Regions from separate parts of the Drosophila melanogaster genome. Here region 2 is linked to region 1. Evidence: chromatin contacts called from public targeted proximity ligation data. All regions are on one chromosome and are shown on one strand. The core of a region is the stretch at or near the end of the contact, and the rest is flanking DNA. Distances in the headings are between cores, read along the strand shown. Region 1 holds the start of kug (kugelei). Region 2 holds the start of sNPF-R (short neuropeptide F receptor).

Evidence for each region.
Region 2: a targeted proximity ligation map of the Kc167 cell line shows a contact between it and region 1, with 4 times the contacts expected there. A contact is called at or near these places in 8 of 107 Hi-C or Micro-C datasets (the Clone 8 cell line, the D17-c3 cell line, the Kc167 cell line and 3 more) and 1 of 7 datasets of targeted methods (the Kc167 cell line).

Annotation. Positions count from the first base shown.
Region 1 is chr3L:20,003,550-20,006,615 of dm6, forward strand. It overlaps kug (kugelei), which reads left to right and starts at 1,752. Exons shown (of 21, transcript NM_001300197.1): 1 at 1,752-1,940. CG7668 reads left to right here. Exons shown (of 3, transcript NM_168830.2): 2 at 1-814; 3 at 868-1,285. The coding sequence ends at 1,000.
Region 2 is chr3L:20,087,741-20,090,716 of dm6, forward strand. It overlaps sNPF-R (short neuropeptide F receptor), which reads right to left and starts at 1,267. Exons shown (of 3, transcript NM_001275157.1): 1 at 1,130-1,267.

The DNA of each region.
Region 1 (3,066 bases), core at 502-3,001:
AGTTACAAACTCAAATTATGGACTTGCAAAGTGATCTCGACTTGAGTAGGATTACAATTAAGAAGAACGATGGAGGAAATTGTGCTCCAGCGCATGATAAAGTTGTGAAAGAACGAAAGGAGTTAAATATGGAAAATGGAAAATTTCGAGAGGGGAATGATCAGATTGTTGAAATCGAGAAAATTTTGAACTCAAAAGAGGCGGAAATCGCCAGACTAGAATTCAAAATTGACGAGTCGAAGCTAAAAATTGTGCAATTGGAAGGTGCAGTAAAGGCGAAGGACGAAAAGATAGTGAAAATGACAGAGATATTGTCTGAGTATAACGTTAATAATAAGGACCACGATGAATTCGTATTACTGGGCTCTTCCAAGTTGCCTTCAATTAAATTGGTGACACTACCTGATTTCGAACCCTTTGCCTCAGTTTTCGAGGATATTCCTTCTGCCGGTCGTGGTTGGATGATAATCCAGCGTAGAATCGATGGCAGTTTCGATAACGCCACTGAATCAAATATAATAACGGGCTGTGGGGATTTGGGTGGCGAGTTCTGGCTTGGCCTACAAAAATTGCATAAAATGACGACACATCGACGAATGGAACTATATATCCAGCTCGTCGATTTCGACAATGCTAGTGCTTATGCAAGATATGATAATTTTGTTATTGGCGATGAAAAACAGAAATACAAACTGCTTTCCCTTGGCGAATACTCAGGAAATGCTGGCGACGCATTTCGCAGTCATATAAACCATATTATTGTTGGAAATCCGTTTGCAATGGAATCATCGAAATGGTGGGGTACAATGAACTGGTATGTATGAACTTGTTTTTGTTTAATGATTTTGAAAAATAATTCTTTTTCAGTAACTTGAACGGAAAATATCGGAATTCCAAAGTTGAGTTGGACACGACCGATGGCATTTGGTGGGGTAATTGGAATGTTGGTAATAGATATCCCCTGAAGTCGTGCAAAATGCTAATCAGACCAATGCCGTGAGCCAAGTATAATGGCTTGTCAAATAACATTGTCACGGAAATAAAAGTTGTAAAATAATTTCTACCTGTTCATTTTCAGCCTAATTATTGTAGAATGTTAAGTTTTAGTGTCGACCAAAGAGTGGATAACAGGCTTGAAGGTCCTATAAATGCTGTATGCTGTATTTGCAAGTAAAATCTAGCTTCGCTTGGTATTTTTTTTATCGTAATAATACCGACTTTGTTATTTTACGGTCGAGGGAAATTTACATGAAAATCCCACCAGATGGCGCGTTTGATAAAATCGATTTTATCGCAGGAATGCCGTATTAAATTGCCCAAGTTTCTATAAAATATAAATATATTTTGATAAATAGTAATAATAATACATAATAGAAAAAAAAAAAATAAAACATAAAAATCTGCAGAAGGCAACAAATTGCATCTAACAGTGAAGTGGAGCATTTTCCTAGCCTCACAAAATATTTAGCAATAACAAATACATTTGTCTAAAACATGTAACAAGTCAGACATATGCATGTTCTCCGCAATAAAGCTGGGATATTTTTACCAGAGAGGGTCAAAGGACTCAATAACAGAAGGGGAAATAGGGGTGCTCCATGCTCAAGCTGGTCCGGATGAGCTCGAAGTTGCTGTTGGAGGTTGCAGCTGGAGGTTGCAAGCGCAGGACATGGCCCAACTCGTTAGGACCTCGAAACGAAAAGTCGAATCAGTTGAATTTCTGTTCTCATTGACTGCGGTTTAAGTTGCTTTAAATCGCAGTAAACGGTGTGCGTCGTCGGTAGCAATTGAATGAGAAGGGAAAGTATGTTTCAATCGAAAGTCGCGTTGTTCCGTTAATATGACTCGAGCTTAGGCGACGATACGCGAGTCGATAAATGTATCTGCGCCCATACGCATTTCCAGTGCAAGTGATGTTTATCTGTAAAATGCAGAAATATGTACGTATTCGTGTTGTGTGCCACAAATACGTCCGAGTTGACCAATAGTCCACGATAATATTGCTTTACATATAAGTGTAACAGTGAATTGGGGTTGCATAACCCCCTGTGGTGATACAGATAATGAGAAACCAAATATATCCAACCAAAAATCAGTGGAATAAACCACAACATACACCTCCGCACAGGAAACTTCTGCGATGGTCTGGGCTACATTTCTTGAATTGCGAAGCCATTGCAATGAGGATTATGGGAAACCAAAGGGTTCCATTCCTTGTATACGTCCTAGTGATTTGTGATATTTTTAGGGGGCATCAACCTTAATTGACACCCAAATATATTGCCAGGGATCCATGTTTTTAATGAAAACTATAGCATTTAAATAAAGCTGTTTCCAAATTTTGATACAGTTTAAAGACTTTTTTCACATATCAGTTTGATATGTTCCTTTAGAAGAAACCAAAGCAACAACAATATTGTAGGCGAACCAAATAAATAGGACTTCATTTTAATTAGTTAAGTGCTTTCTTTAAAATTGCACTCGACAAAAACCAAAATATTATTTTTTATAATATCTCCATATTACAAATTTTGTTGTTATCTTAAATGCAGCCCTTTAAAACGTAAGATAAAGAGTTATTCGTGAAGGAAATTATTTTGTTTCAGAATTTATTTTTATTGGCGAACATACAAATAATTTAAACATTTAATTAGTCTTGACAATTGGTTTTGACCACTTGTTGAAAGGTTATTAAAGCGATTTTTTTGTATTGTTCGAAAATTTTGTATTTATTAGACAAAGGCCTCGCTTAAATTCGTGTCAATTCGCGCTTAGCAGTATAATCGATCTGGAAATTATCGGCTACGCACTATCGGTGCTGTCATCGAGTCTCGCAATATTCGATTCTTGCAATCGATTTTAGCATTTTCAAGAGAGAGCAATAGCGGGCGGAGTTATCGGCGATCGTAGTTAGTGGTGCATATGTACATGCAGCTGCCAATTAATGTGAGTGTGTAATCCGCGTCTAGAGTTCCGGAAATCAGAGATGAATGAAAATACAAACCGATGAAAGTGATCGCCCCCGAAGTTACCGAGCAACCAGCGAAAACACCGAATATTAGATAG
Region 2 (2,976 bases), core at 17-2,516, 84 kb after region 1:
CGATTATCACTTATGACATCTGCGTCCCAAGACAATAATAATGATTAACGTTACGTATACAACGCAGCTAACTTGACCAATTTCCACCTGAACAACATGGTCATTAGCATGCGCCCTTGTTGGGCAAAGCAATCAATGCATTTGTTTATCGAATCAACAATTGATGGATGGCTGGCTGGCTGACTGACTGAATGACTGGCATCCATGTCAGAGGGGATCAATTAGAATCAATCGAAAGTTGTTCGGACTGTCTTTTGTTTATCGTTTCGCCCTACACTCGAGGACCTATTAAAATTAAAGGGAAATTTGCATTTTTAATTAAGGAACAGTGACGACTGAGCCATTTGACTTGGCCATAAAATGTAAACGGACTACGTGGCTCCCCCACCACCACTTTCGATTTCCTTTTAAATGCAATTGGGTTTTCCTAATGTTATCTTCTTTTGCTCTTGCTTTCCATTTAGCCTTCTTGTGCTGTTCTCCATTTTGCTGCTGCTAACTTATTTGTTTTGTCGCAAAACAATATAAAAGTTGAATGTTTTTTTCGGGACCTCCAGTAGGAGGCCCACCAGTCTTTTTTGGCAGCGGAAAAACTTTTCTTTGTGGGAGCGAAAGAAAAGGCCGCAGGAGAAAGTTGACTTGAATTCAATTTGTTCGGATCGTAATGAATATACTCGGGGTTATACATACATCGGTCTGGCCAAAAAACATGTCAAACTTATTTTCGAATACATTTGAGCGTTCCGCCCATACTCACCCCACACTGCGGGATGCTTTAATTTAATGATTTAATTTCAAACTGGCTTCCAGTAAGTTAATCTTTAACTCGCACTCTGGCCGTTAATTATTATTGTTGGGCATTGAGACAAACAGCGGAAAGGCGAAAAGTTTTGGCCCGGCTGGCCACGGGAAAAAGTACTAAACAGGGGGTATAAATAAAAACCGAAAGCTGTCGACCGCCGACGTGTCAACACCGCGTATACGAAATGTATATAAATACAGGGAGGGGAGAAACGGCTCGGAACACAAAAACCAAAAACCGCAAGGATGGAGGCACTCGAGCACGTTTCGGCACTTGTTTGGTCTCCCTTTCACTGCCTCGCTCCCACTTTCGCTATCAGTTCTTTACCGCACAATGAAAATATGTTTCCTTTGCCTTCCGCCGAAGAAAATTTTTCCTCTGTTTGAAAGTCTTGTTTGGGTTTTTCTTTCGGATTTTTCTGCCGATTTTCGCGTCCGTCGTCAACGAAGAATCACAGGCAACTGAACGGTCCAACTTCGTGCGGCTAAACGGCCGACCAACAGGTTACTTGCTGATAAGACCTCGTGAAGAGCCGAGCAACTCGAGTCGTTTCCCTCGCTGCGTATACGTTATATGCAGCATCGTCGGGCTATTACGTATACGCAGCGTTTAACTCACTCAATTGCAAGGGCTTTGAGTGGGCGAGCCAAAAATTGAGTGACTTTTCGTGTCACAAGTGCTGAGTGATTCATGTCAATTATCTGCAAGCCGAGCAGAGCTGAGTGGATGACAGTTTGCGCCCTGAAATGAGCCGTAAACCGCGGAATTCGGTAAGAGGAACTTCATAAATCCATCGCTGAAAGAACCACTGATGTCATGTAAAAGTTTATAATTCGGAATTTGTATCTAAAACCTTAAAGATCGATTTTCTTTCTGCTGAATTTGCAAGGAACTTACCGGCTCGCTAATATTATTAAATACTTTAGGTCTTCACAGGTTACTATATTTAAATAAAGAACTTAAACCAATATGAACAAAAATGTATCTCCTTCTTGTTTGCTTTAATGGGGACCCAACAATTAGCTAATCAAGCATTATATTTCATTTCTTTCGCACACAAGCAGATAGACCATAAATGTATCTCATCCAATTATCGCCATCAGCCTGTGCTTACCTTCTAAACTTCCTCATATATGTATTTACTTCCTACGTTCGTCACCTCATTTCGTCGCTTCTCGCAATTTTACACCCAGCTCTTTCGTCACTGCAATGGTATATCTAATTGTCCTTTAAAGTTGTAACAACTTTAAAACTTTTAAAACGAAATATTGATTTATAAAACTGATAAATATTTAAAATATTTTAATAGCTACGTGAAAAATATTCTTAAGTAATTAGGAAATAATTTTTTTAAATAATGAATACATTATTATATATATTATATTATTATAACTTTCTCACCACATCATGTTCCAAATAATAAAGAAAACCCAGAATGGGTATCACGTAATCCGAATACAACCTTAGTGTCCTTATTTGTTTTTTTATCTGTCGCCGGAAAGTTCCACAGGAAATCACAAGCAGTCAAGGGCGTTCGGAGAGGGCTACAAGGGATGTGCCAACTGATGCAGCTGCGATTTATTTATTAAAGCCAAGTCGACAAACAGTTTACACTTGGGACGAGACTCCTCCTCCGGAGCCACCGATTGTCGTCCCTTTTCCATCGTCCTCGGAAGAAGGCTTCATATTTTTAAGCACCTCACCTGACACATTTATGCTCTGCCAGAAGTGAAGTGAATAGTGGCCGCTTTTCAGAATCCCATCTCCCTGCGAAGCCTCACTCTTTAGTCCTTTAGCCGATTACCATAAACAATGGCAACTTTCTACCTGAGACGACTCATCCTTACTTTCAGACTGCGACTCATACTCTTAGGGGAAATTTGTGTAACATATTCAAGCGCTGCTTTCATGAATTTTTATTTACTTGCCAGGCATCTTTACCAACACGCACTCCACATACAAGCATACATACAGGCAGGCCAGTCGAACGCCCTGTTGACATTATCAAGTAAATCCGTGTTGCGCATACGCCTCGTAGGCATTTTAAGGAAAAACTCGAAAGATAGCACACTTCGGCAAGCAGATGCTCATATAGCCTCTCTGTAAATCTGTATATGTTGAATAAGAGCACCTTAATCCATCCCTTACGATTATTCATGTGACAGTTTTATGAT